Regions from separate parts of the Anser cygnoides genome. Here region 2 is linked to region 1. A link is a contact called in public Hi-C data. All regions are on one chromosome and are shown on one strand. The core of a region is the stretch at or near the end of the contact, and the rest is flanking DNA. Distances in the headings are between cores, read along the strand shown.

The links. A called contact is a pair of places that touch in the nucleus more often than the background predicts.
Region 2: a contact with region 1 is called in a Hi-C map of liver, with 3 times the contacts expected there. The contact joins the promoter of TCEA2 here to the promoter of UCKL1 in region 1. A contact is called at or near these places in 3 of 7 Hi-C or Micro-C datasets (granulosa cells and liver).

What each region holds. Positions count from the first base shown.
Region 1 is chr16:1,839,671-1,845,992 of Taihu_goose_T2T_genome, forward strand. UCKL1 (uridine-cytidine kinase 1 like 1) reads right to left here and starts at 2,357. Exons shown (of 15, transcript XM_066978607.1): 1 at 2,235-2,357. The coding sequence starts at 2,284. The region is part of intron 1 of LOC136786525 (a long non-coding RNA gene); the gene reads left to right. ZNF512B (zinc finger protein 512B) reads right to left here. Exons shown (of 15, transcript XM_066978604.1): 15 at 3,933-6,322.
Region 2 is chr16:1,979,985-1,986,306 of Taihu_goose_T2T_genome, forward strand. TCEA2 (transcription elongation factor A2) reads left to right here and starts at 2,233. Exons shown (of 10, transcript XM_066978209.1): 1 at 2,233-2,437; 2 at 4,950-5,012; 3 at 5,683-5,788. The coding sequence starts at 2,369.

The DNA of each region.
Region 1 (6,322 bases), core at 1,107-3,606:
TGCTTCCAGCGGCTCACTCGACGTCCCAGCCCAGCTCCCAGGTAGGAGGGGAATTACCCGCGCCGATTTTTAATCCCAGCAGCAAACAAAAGCCCCCGGGGCTCGGCGTCCGACCGCGGGCACCGGGCGCTGCCACGGCTGCCGGCACGGCGAGGGCGCTGCGGGCTGGGCCCTGGGCGTGCTCCTTCGCTTCCTGGTTCCTGAGCTCTCACGCAGGGCGAATGTTTTCGGACTTTTTCCTTCCTTCTAGAAGATTTTTTCAAGCGCAAATCCAGTCTGTAATCGCAGGGCTCAGGGAGCTGGACTTAACATCGCAAGAAAAAGGCAACGTGGCGATGGTGGATGAAGGTGTGCTGGGGCGGCCACTCCAGCTCCCTTCGCCCCGCGAGGGAGGGCTGAAGGAACAGAAGGCTGAAGGAAGTGTTCAGCCTAAAAACCAAATACCTTAAATAAAAGAGCAAGCGCGAGCCGGTCCAAATGCGTAAAGGTTGCTGCGGGGGGCAGAGATGAGGACGTTCTCCACGAGAGGCGGCGCAGACCTCGGGACCTCGCCTCTCCCGGGGTGCCGGGATGAAGCAGAGCCGCCGGCGGCTCTTCCCCTGCTGCTCACCGCAACCCAAACGTCGCCATCGGGTCCCCGGGAGAGCTCAGGGGATGCCCAAGCCGAAGACGAGCGGTGCTCGCGGGAGGATGGATCGGCTCCGGTGCCACCCCTGGGTGCAGTTTGCTGGGCTCTGCCTGCCGGCACGGGGTGGCTCCGAGGCTCCTTGGGATTTGGGGAAGGGCCACGGCAAAGCACTGAGACGACTGAGACGGGTCCAATCCTTCCCACAGGGAGCCGTGCCGGCCTCAGGGCGTCGCTACAGCCTGGCACACGGCAAGGACGCTCGCCTGCGCCCCGCGGGGCTGCGCTGCCCCAGGGCCCCCTCGTCTGAGCGCTGAGCGGGGCTGGGTCCCGCCTGCCTGCCAGGCTGGGGAGCAAACCTCTTGGAGGGAGCACGCAAAGAAAGGCGCTGGGAAGCCCAAAGTGCCGGGACAGAGGTGGCAGCGTGGAGATGGAGGCAGCTGAGGAACGGAGACAGCCCCAGGGGCACGGGGTGCCCCTGCAAACCCGAGCAGCACCGAAGTTGGTGCCCCCACCTCACCCCACGTCTCGCACAGGGACGGACGCAGCCCCCCGCGCTTCGCGGAGGACCTCAATTACCCAGCGGGGCAGGGGGAACACCTTCCTCTTCCAATCCCATTAGCTCGCCGCTATTTACACCCGGTGCAGGCAGCTCCACCGCAGCCCGGCGGTCAGTGCTGGTGGCTTACACAACCCCGCGGTGCCCTGTGCCGCACATCCCGTCCCATCCCATCCCATCCCATCCCATCCTATCCTGTCCTGTTCCACCCCATCCCATCCCATCCATCCCATCCCATCTCGTCCATCCCATCCATCCCATCCCGTCCCGTCCTGTTCCATCTATCCCATCCCATCCCATCCTATCCCTGTCCCCATCCCTGTCCCCATCCCACCCCATCCCATCCCATCCATCCCATCCTATCTTGTCCATCCCATCCATCCCATCCCGTCCCGTCCTGTTCCATCCATCCCATCCCATCCCATCCCTGTCCCCATCTCTGTCCCCATCCCATCCCATCCCATCCCATCCCGTCCCGTTCCATCCATCCCATCCCATCCTATCCCTGTCCCCATCCCATCCCACCCCGTCCCCCAGAAGGGCACCGCCGCCACCCCCACCTTCGGCCCCGCACCCAGGCAACCACTCGTACCCCGACACGCGCTGACCCCTCGCTCTTCCCCAGCCATGGGGCCGGGGCCAGCCGTAGCGATGCCGGGAGAAGCCCCCCAAAAACTTTGGACCCCCCCCCCCCCCAAAAAAAAAATAAATTCGGGACCCCCGCAGGACGGACGGCTCCGCACCCGCGCCCCGGCCCGGGGGCACCGCATGCCGCGGGCACCTCCCGCACGCTGCCGAGGCCGCGGCCTCCCCCCCGCAGCCCCCTCGACACCCCCGGGACGGGAACGGAGCCCCCCGGAGCCCGGTTTAGGGCCGGAGCCCCCCGCTCCCCCCCCCCCCCGTGCCCGGTTCCCCGGCGCTGCTCTGCCCCGGGAGGCCCCGGCGGGGCTGGGGCTGCCTCGGCTCCGCTCCCCGCCGCCCCCAGCCCCCGGGCTGCCCCCCCCCCCCCCCTCCCCAGGCCCCCGGTAACCCCCCCCCCCCCCCCGGTACCTGCCGTCCGGTGCCGCCGGGGCCCCCTCGGCCGCCGGGGCCGCGGCCATGGCGCTACCGGGGAGAGGCAGGGCCGGGAGCGGGGCCGCGGCCGGGGCCGGGCGGGGCGGAGCTGCCGCGGGGCTCCCCGGGACTTGTAGTGCGGGGGGAGCGGGGCCGTGAGGGGCCTTGGGGTGCCGGGGGGCTCGGGGGGGGCTGAGGGGTTGCGATGGGTGCCGAGGGCACGGGCGGGTGCGTGCTGTGGGGCCCGGGAGCTCCCGGGTGGGCTCCATTGGGGGTGCTGTGGGGCTCCTGTGGGTGCTGAGGGGCTCGGAGGGGGGTGCTGAGGGGCTCGGGGGTGCTGTGGGGCTCCTGTGGGTGCTGTGGGGATCCAGTGGGTGCTGAGGGGCTTGGAGGGGTGCTGAGGGGCTCGAAGGGGGGGGTGCTGTGAGGCTCTGGTGGGTGCTGTGGGGCTCCTTTGGGTGCTGAGGGAGGCGTGTGGGTGCTGAGGGGCTCCAGTGGGTGCTGTGGGGCTCGAGGGGGTGCTGAGGGCTGAGGGGGGGGGGTTCCGTGGGACTTGTGTGGGTGCTGTGGGCACGGGTGGGTGCTGTGGGGCTCTGCTGGGTGCTGAGGGCACGTGTGGGTGCTTTTGGGACTCAGGTGGGTGCTGTAAGGTTGGTATGGGCGCTGTGGGCACAGGTGGGTGCCGTGGGGCTCCAGTGAATGCTGTGGAGCCCGGGGGGGTGCTGAGGGCATGTGTGGGTGCTTTGGGCACGGGTGGGTGCTGTGGGCAGACCTGGGTGCCGTTGGACTCCGTTGGGTGCGGTGGGGCACAGGAACGCAGCCGAGGGGCGCAGCAGGCGATTCCCGCACCCTGGGGTGCACGTTAGGGTGCCTGGGGGGCGCAGGGGAAGCTCAGGACCCGCGCCCCCCTCCCCCCCCCGTCACGCTTCAGGGTGGTCCCTCGGGCTCTGGGAAACGCGGGGTTAGCGGTCAGCAATCAGGGGCTGCGTCTGATGTTCCTGATGTTCCTTTGGGAGGCTGCCAAAAGAGACATGAGGAAGCGCAGGGGATTTGTTCCCACGCCGGGAACGGTGGTGGGGTGACGGTTGCGGGGCCGCTCCTCGCCCCCGGCCTGGTTTTGGGGGGGCACCGCTGGGCCCCTGCTCTGCCACACAGAGGGCTTGAGCCAGTGGCACAAAACCCGTCTGTCCCTGGGGGTTTCCTCGGCCGGCCGTGCGCGAAGGAAGGACAAAATGGAGCCGATCCTCAGCGCGCCGCTGGGAACGTCGCAGCTGGACGCGTTCTGCTTCCAAGCACCAGCACAAAGCTCCTGGGGGAAAAGCAGGAGCTGAGCTCGGAGATCGCCCGCCGCATCCCCACCTACACGGCTCAGAGCAGGGGCAGCAAGTCCTGGCACTGCCCCGCGGGGTCCGAGCTGCCCCATGGCAGCCCCTCGCAGCTCCAGAGGCGGCTCCGGGAGCATTGGGCGCAGGGCATTCCCCTCCTGCGGGGCTTGGGGTGCTGGGGCAAACGTTTTAAGGTGATTTTAAGGTGTTGGACGCAGAGGAAACTCAACCAAGGGAGCCCCTTCACAGAAGCAAACCTCCGTGCCCGTTAGGGATTTCATCACCCAGGAGGGGAACGGCAGCGCTCGCCTTGCCCGCTTCCAGCAGACCCTCACGCCAAACTGCGAAATAACGATGATGATAATAAGAATAAAAAATCAATAAACATTTATTCGATACAGCTGTTTTTAATACATACAGTACATAGAGTTATCCCTCCTCGGTGCTCAGCGGCGCTGTGGTTAATAGCTGCTTGTTACAGTACTCTCAAACTGAGGATTTGTCAATGATTAACAAAAGAACAGATCGTCACAAATCGGGAGTTTATTATAAGATAGTTTACTGTTAAAACAATTTTATTTTTTGCAAATAAACACTTTTTAATATATATATTTATATATTTATATATATGGTTACAAGTGATAAATTGAAAATTCTTTTTTTTTTTTTTTTTTTTTTCCGTTTTGCTTTTTTCCCCAAAATACACTTATGCACTAATAACTGGCATCGACGAGAAACATTCGGATATGCCGTGGGATGGGTGTCACGAGGAGAGAAAGAAAAGAACAAAACGGTCCCGGCGTTCACGTGCGCTGGCGGCCTGGCCCCGGGGGATGCTCGGTGCCCGGCGGGACCCCGGGACCCGCAGCGCTGGGCGCGCGTGCCGGTGCGGAGCCGACCTTGCCGGTGCGCCGTGTTTGTTTCACGGCAAATTCTGGCGCCGGATGCTGCCGGAGCCGTTTTTGGGGCCGGCTCCGTGCGAGGGATGGGTCAGAGCCCGCCCGGCCCCAAGCACGTGGAGGGTTTAGCCCTTGCCTTGGTGATGTGCGGGTGCGGGCGGCGTGAAGATGAATTTGGGCAGCCGGTGCCACCCCAGCCCCAAACTGACACCGTGCGCAACCAGGGCAGCGGGTCGGCCACCTCCCCGGCCCGACCACGTCTCCAAATCCCAGCAGGAAAGGGGATGAAATGGCCGAGGCCGAGCTCAGCGCTGCGCCAGCCTCGCCCCACCGCCCTGCTGCCCCCCACCCGTTCGGTTTCAGGCACCCAGCAAGCACAAAGCGGCGGCACCGCGCGCCCTGGGGCAGGCAGGTGCCGCGATTCCTGTTATTGCTTTGGAGGTGGGCAGCGAGGGGCGAGGAGCCTCCCCCGGGCAGGGAGGGAAAGAAAAACGCCCACGGCGAAGCAAAGCAAAATGCCCTCTCTGCCCTCGTGGGAGGACGGCGCTCGGGTGGACCCGGGACACGAGGGACCCGGGACACGAGGGACCCGGGACACGGGGGACCCGGGACACGAGGGACGTGCGCTCACTTGGCTTTGAAGACTTGGACACAGCAGGCTGGGGGCTGCCGCACAAACCCGTCTCCTTCCACGGATGCTCTGCCCCTCGCCTCCCACTTCAGCCCCATCTCGCTCGGGGTCCGAGCCCCAGCCGGGAGCTCCCGGTGCCGGGCCGGGTTGTGTCCTCACCGCCGGCTGCATCGGCGCGGCCACGCTTGAGAAGAAATATATCCCTATGCTTTTATGGCTGTTAACGCTTTTCGCAGCTCTTTATGGAGAAGAAAGCAGTGGGAGAACGTATTCCTCACCGAGTAATGACTAGTGGGGGGAAAAAACCACCAAACCTTCTAAGGGAAAAAAAAAACAACAACCCTGAAGAGTTCAATTCCTCATCAAAATTTCCTTCTGACCGGGGAGCTGCTTTCACGCGGATGCGGGGCTTTGAGGAGTTTCCCCACCAGCTCGGAGGCTGGCAGAGGCCAGCCCGGGACCGGGACCTCCGTCCCCACCACGCGGCACCCCTCGCGTGCCCCGAGATCCCCAGGTCCCTGGCTGGGATGCTGGCATCCCGATGCTGTCCCTGCTCGCCTCCCACGGCCCCAAATTTCGGGGCTGGCCGAGTGCTCGTCTTACATCCCCCGGCTCCCCTCTGCACCTCGCAGGAGCAGTGCGGGGAAAGGCGTAAACATCCCTCGTGGCCAGCACGCCAAGCCAAGCTAAGCTGCACCTCTGGAGGTGGTTTTCCTTCCCGAAGTGGTGGGGCAGGGCCAGCGGTGGGGGCTGCAGCCCCCTGCCCAGCTCCTGTCCCCCCTCCGGGCAGGCTTCGGGCCGGATCCTGCACGGCCCCGCAGTGCAGCCCCCTGCCCAGCCCCTGCCCAGGCTCTGCGGGCTGTGGCTCGCTTTGGGCAAAGCGCCGCGTGCCGATTTAATCAATGGGAATCAAATGAATCGCGTGTTAATGAAGGCGAGCCCGGGGAGATTCCCCGGGGCAGGTGGTGGGGATTGCAAGGGGAACCTGGAACCGGCGCGGCCGGGGCCGTGCGGGTGCCCCCGCCCTGGCCAGGACACGGAGGAGCCTCCTCCAGCGTCCCGATGCCACCTCCCGGCCTGAGAGTTGCAGGGACCTGAAGAAATTCCCAGCAATTTTAGCCGCGTCCCTCCGGGGAAGGCGGATTTCTGACGAGAAGGGATTAATCCCTCCTGGAGGAAGTCTTTGGACTTTCCTAGGCATCGCCCCCACCGCTAGCAGGCGGCACCGCC
Region 2 (6,322 bases), core at 983-3,482, 140 kb after region 1:
CAGATCAGCCCAAGCGGGAATTTCTCTGGGAATTCCTGCAATAGCAGGTCGGCTCCCGCGGAGGTGGAGTTTCCTCTGGATCTACCTCCACCCAGGCTCGGGGAGCGCTCCGGCCACCGGCTCGCGCTCGGAGGGCTGGGCTGAGCGACGCCACGCTGCTTCCCAGCCAAGGTCAGCCAGAAACCCTCCCCGCACCGCTAACGCCTGTCCTGTTAACCCTTGGGGAGAGCAGAGAGGAGGGTGGAAGGGTCAGGGCTCGGCTGCGGAGCCGGTCCGTGCCCTCCACGCGTGCGTTTTGCTCTCCCGCTCGGCGGGCGGTGGACGGGGCCTTCTGCGTGTGAGCATTTCGTGCAGTCGCATCCCTCCGGGCCCCGCCGCCATCAGGCAGCCGTGGAGGCTGGGTGAGGACGGCCACCGCGGTGGGAGGCCGGTGGGAGGCCGGTGTTTGCAGGCAGCGGGCTCCAGCGGGGTGACGGGCTTCTCGCTCCGAGGCGGGGAGCGACGGGGTGATGGCGCTCGGCGTGACTGAGCGCTCTGGAATCCGAGACACGTCCCGGGCCATACTTGTGGTCGGGAACCATGTTCGCCTTGCAGTGATACAAACCACATTTACAGTGGCAGCAGTGCCTCTCGAGCGCTCCGCTGACGCCAAGGACCGGCGTGACCCGACCTCACACAGGGGACAGGCAGCCGCCCGCTCCCAGGGACCTCCAGAGGGTCCCCTCGCCTCCTCCTCCCTAGCAGAGTTGGGCCTCTCCAAAATGGCACCCCCTCGCTCCCTGGCCAGACCCTGCCAAGGGATGGAGGCTTTCCAGATGCTGCAAAGGCTCCAGACTGTGGGTTGGAGCGCGTCTGCAAACATGGGGCCAAGCCAAGAAGTTTCAAGGTAGCGCCAAGCGTCACGCCAGGGAGAGGGCCTGTAGCTCAGGTTTGGTCCGGGGCCACCGCTGCTGGTTTGTGGACGAATTTAAACGTTCGTCTCGCACATCTGGGGAGCAGCTCTTGCTCGAGGGGCTCCCAGACATTTGTCCAACTCAGCGGGAGCTGCCATAAAGAACAGCAAAGCCAGTGGCTTTGGGTACCGAAAAGGCAGTTTTGGGGCACAGCCACCCAGCAGTTTTAGCACCAGCCTGTTCAGTGCTCCCCACCTTTGTGTGCTGACCTAAACTCCGTGACTTGCAGGGCTCAGGGAAGTGGTTGAGTCACCATCCCTGGAGCTTCTTTAAAAGACATTTAGATGTAGAGCTTAGTGATACGGTTTAGCGGAGGACTTGTTAGGTCAGAGGTTGGACTCGGTGATCTTGGAGGTCTCTTCCGACCTAGATGATTCTGTGGCTCTGTGGCTGGGGCTGAGCTCAGGGAGCCCTGGTTCCCAGCAGCTAATCCTGCAGTTTATGACCCTGTGGAACAAATATCTGTTCCTTTAGTCGATCCCAGCCAGCAGCTATTTACCAGCACAGGCAGCAGCAGGCAGGAACCGGCACCCAGCGCTCGCTGGGGCTCTTTGCATTGCTTCTCCTTTTTCCTTTCCCCTTGACCCCTCTCCAAACCCCCCTGCCCGGCTGTGCAGGAGGCAGGGAACTTCTCCTCCTGCCGGGAGCCGGCTGGGGACAGGGACAATGTTCTGCCGGCCCCAGGAGCCGGCTCCGCGCCGCTCCCCCCGGGGCCACCCGGGCGCTGCGCAGCGTGCGAGTGCCACCTACAGGGGGGCTCCGGAGCCCGGCCTCGTCCCCCCCCGGGGCCGTGCTGTGCCCTGAAGCCCCGAAATGTCTGTTTTTAAACATGGGATGGTGTTTACGCGGCCCTGAGGGAGGGCAGCAGCGGGGTTTCAGCTGCGGGCGTTACTGGTGTGGTGGTGGAGGGGGTGATGGAGGTGTAGGAGGTGTAGGACGTGGTGGCAGTGGAGGAGCTGTTGCCCACAGCCCCAAGGGACGCCTGAGGGCCGGGCCCACACCCGAGCCAGGCCAAGCGGCCGGCCCAGCCTGCGGCACCCCCGAGCCAAACGCGCTCGGTCCCCGCCCGCTCGCTCAGCCCCGAAATGGCGGCGGGGGAGACACCGCGAGGCTCCCTCAGCTCCGGGACCTGCCACAGCCCGCGGAGCGGGCGGACTACAACTCCCAGCGCGCCCCGCGCCCACCGCTCTTCGGGGGGCATGCTGGGAGCTGTAGTCCCTTCGCACGGCCGCAAGCAGGGAAGAGGCGGGCGGGAGCCGCGAGGACTACAAGTCCCGGCGTACCCCGCGCGCCGCCCGCCCGCTCCGGACTGCGGTACCGGGGCTGAGGTGGGCACCGGGGCGCCGCCGCCGGCTTCCTCCCCCCCTCCCCCGGTCCCCCCGTCCCCGGTCCCGGCCGCCGCGGGGAGCGGAGCGATGGGCGGGGAGGAGGAGATCGTGCGCATCGCCCGGCGGCTGGACAAGATGGTGGCCAAGAAGAGCGCGGTGAGTGGCGGCGGCTGGCCCCAACCCTCAGCCTCGGGGAGGGGGGCGCCTCCTTACCCCCCCCACCCGCCGCCGCCGCGGGTTTTGGGGCGGGGGGGCGGCTGTCCTGAGGGGAGCCCCCCTCCACCCCGGCCCCGTTGTCTGAGGGCATCCCCCGTCCCCAACGGCCACGCCCCCGCTCGGTTTTGGGGGGCCCTCCCTTCGCTGCGAGGCCCACGGTGATGATGGTGGGGGCACAGAGCCCCCCCCCGTTACCCCATTACCCCATTACCGTTGGGGCGCAGACCCCCCCATTACCGTTGGGGCGCAGACCCCCCCCTTACCCCATTGCCATGGGGGCGCAGCCCCCCCCCCCCCCATTTCCCTGGGGGCACAGACCCGCCCCCACATTACCGTGGGGGTGCAGGACCCCCCCCTGTTACCCCATCACCCTGAGGATGCAGACCCCCCCCCCATCACCCTGGGGATGCAGGACCCCCCCGTTATCCCATTACCATGGGGGCACAAGACCCCTTCCCCCCCCCATTTGGGGGCACAAGACCCCCCCCCCATTACCATGGGGGTGCAGGACCCCCCCCCAGTTACCCCATTACCGTGGGGGTGCAGATCCCCCCATTACCATAGGGACACAGACCCCCCACACACAATTACCCCATTACCCTGGTGGATCAGACCCCCCCATTACCACAGGGATGCAGACCACCCCCCCCGTTACCCCATTACCATGGGGGTGCAGGACCCCCCCCCCCATTACCATAGGGATGCAGACCCCCCCCCATTCCCGTGGAGTTCCCCCTCCCCAAGCTGGCTGCAGGGGGTGCCCCCCTCACCCCCACCTCTGCCACCGTGCTGTTCGCTGCCCGCTGCTGAGGGGGGGCTCCCTGCTCCCCTGTGCGGGGCTGTGGGAGCCCTTCAACCCCACGTTGCACCCCCACGTCTCGCCCACCCCCAGCTCAGCACCCTGGCGAGCATCCCCAGCCCTCCCTCCCCATCGCCTCGAGTAGGGGGGGGACCCTTGCGCATCCCCCCCTCCCGGGGCTCTTTGAGTCGTTCCCTGGAGGAAATCCCGAGATTTGGGATTAGGGAACGTGGTGTTTGGGTTACGGGGCGCCGGGTGCGGCTGCGCTCAGGTGAGTTTCTGGGTGCTGGGCTGCAGAGCAGGTGAGCGGTGGCACTCGTGTAGCTGTTGTAAGGTCCCAGGGACGCGTGCCGGGGCTCAGACACAGCCCGTGATGTCTGCTCCTGTCGATGGCTTCGCCGAGAAAGAGGCAGCTTCTTAAAACGAGCGGTGTGCGACCTTTCCTCCTGGTTGGCGTTTCGTCTGGTGCTGAGCCACCGCGTGTTCACTGTCCGCCGGCTAATTTGCAAACTCTTCCTGCAGGGCGGTTGCCTGGAGAACCCGTTTGTCGCTCTAGTTTTTGTGCGGACCCCCGTTTGCTGCCGTCGGCCCAAGCGGCTCCATTTCCGATAAGGGGATCGGGAATCCGCCAGGTCGTTTTGGGCGTGAAGGGCTGGATTTAATGCAGTCTGCCTCCTTCCTCTCTGGGTACTGTGCGGAGTGAGTTGCTGGTGTGCACACTGACAGCTTTCCCTTTGCTTTGGTGTTCTCAGCTCTGCTCTGTAGGGTGGCTGGCTGGCTTCCTGCAGTGGATTGGGAGCAGCCCTCCTGCACGGGGAAGACAGTCTGGCTGTCAGTGGGGCTCCTTCGTGGCGCTACAATCCCGGGCCCTGTAGGTCTTGCACTGCAAACGGGCTTGGAGTGGTTGGTGTTTGAAACGAGCTTTTAAACGTGAACGCTGGAAAGCCTTGTTTGATAGAAAGGGAACAAGGGGAAGGAGCCAGCTGGATGGAGACAGGCGTATTCCAGGCTGAACTGCCGCCGAGGGGAGTTTTGGCTGGTGGTTCTCTGCCGTTTGTCTCTGACTACCAATTTTAGGGATCCACAGATCGACCGGTCGGGTACGTTCTGCATCTGGGTTCCTGGATGCAGAGCTGCTGCGGGGAAGCCTCGTGCGATGAGTTTCGAGTGAGCGGCTCCTTCGCTTTGCTGCTCGAGGGGCTTTGCTCCCGGTATCACCCCTAGTGCTGGGCAGTGATCTATCAATAGAACTACTAGGACGTGGCTACGCTGAGTTTCGTGTGGTAGAAAGAAGATTCCTGCAGCTCTGTCGTGACTTTGAGGTTTAGGTGGGTTCTTGCAATTCTGCCCAACTGTTTTTGCAGACTAATATCATTAATCTAGGCCCGCAAAATAGTTTGTTAGTAGAATTGCTCGTGCAAACTGAGTGTGTGCTGAGGGGACGGCTCTGATTCAGAGTGTATTTTTCAGGTGTTAAAGAAAATAAACTTGTCATGTAGAGGTAATGGCCTGATGCTCAGTAGTCTTGAAGGTGTTTTAAGGAAGGTTTTCTGCTTTCGCTTTGATTTCACCTTTCTGAATTTATTCCCATCGTGTTAAATTTCTTAATTAAAACCTGAGGCACTCATTCTCAGTATCTCTCTTCCTCTCCAGGATGGTGCGATGGATTTACTGAAAGAACTGAAAAGTATGCCCATGACTTTGGACTTGCTGCAGGTGAGTTGCACACTTAGGGTACAAAGCTGAAGTCTGCCTCTGGACAAGCACAGCATGCTGTTTACGTGGGCTTCCTAGATTTCCTCTGACTCTTTGCCTCTCTCAAAGCATCAAAATAAGCATTACATCTAGAAAATAGTACTGAACCTGCGCTTTGGACTGGCAATGGGATAGCTTTGGGCCACAACGTGCTGCCTGAGTTTTGTGTGTAGTTGGTCAGACATGCGGGTAGCTGCTCAAATCCTTTCAGGGATCTCCAAAAGGGAAGATGAGATTAAAGTAGCAAACACAAAGGGCAGTCGGGGAAGTTCTTTAAGTCTTTGTGATGGTGATATTCAGGACACTGGGGAGGCGTGAAGAGAATAACAATTCAGAGATTAAGATATGCATCTGGGATTTTTTCACTCTAAACTAGAATGCTACTTCCAGGTGTGTAGAGGAGGCATTTGTGAGTGATGCCTAGCTTGGATGCTTAGCTTGGGATCAATTTTAGCAAGCCAGGGTCAGTCATCTTGTTCTTCCAGAGCTGTAAGTATCTAATCACTCTGGAAGTGCTCGGATGCTACATATCTCAGTCGTTGCTTTGACTATGTTATGGTTATTTCTGATTTCAGTTAGTAACAAATAACGAATCTGTTCTTGAATGATTCATCTGAATGTTCACTTGCAGTCCACCCGCATCGGCATGTCAGTAAATGCACTGAGAAAGCAGAGCACAGATGAAGAAGTGATAGCGCTTGCCAAATCGCTCATCAAGTCTTGGAAAAAACTTCTCGGTAAGAAAATCATCGTGTTCCTGTCAGATTCAACTTGCAGAGGCGCTGTGTTTCTCAGGAGAACTTATGGATCGATTTACATGGAACATTCTAGCAATTCAGCCTGTAAAATTGCACTGTCTTTTCAGTTTCACCTACAGCCATGCATAGCTCTAGATTGCATTCCTGTTGTCAACCCAACGGCTAGCTTTTCCTGGAAAGAGCATTGAAAGCTTAGGGCTACTCTTACTGTGTACCTGATCATACAATAATTAGTAGCATTAGTTGTAGAAACAATATCTGTACTCTGAACCCTCCACCCCCATTTATGTGCTACGTGGTATTAGTGCAGCGTGCACTGTTGACCTCTGCATCAGCTTAGGAAGAGAAAAGCTGGAATGCATTTTGGGTGATGAGTTGGGGAAGGATTTTAATTTTACAACTTGCAGACAAATTCACGTTGACTGTTCTCTGCTGAGGAGGCTTTCGTGGTGATTGACTCTGATAAAACAGAAGCTTGTAATTCTCTCTGAGTAATCCTGTGCTCATATAGCA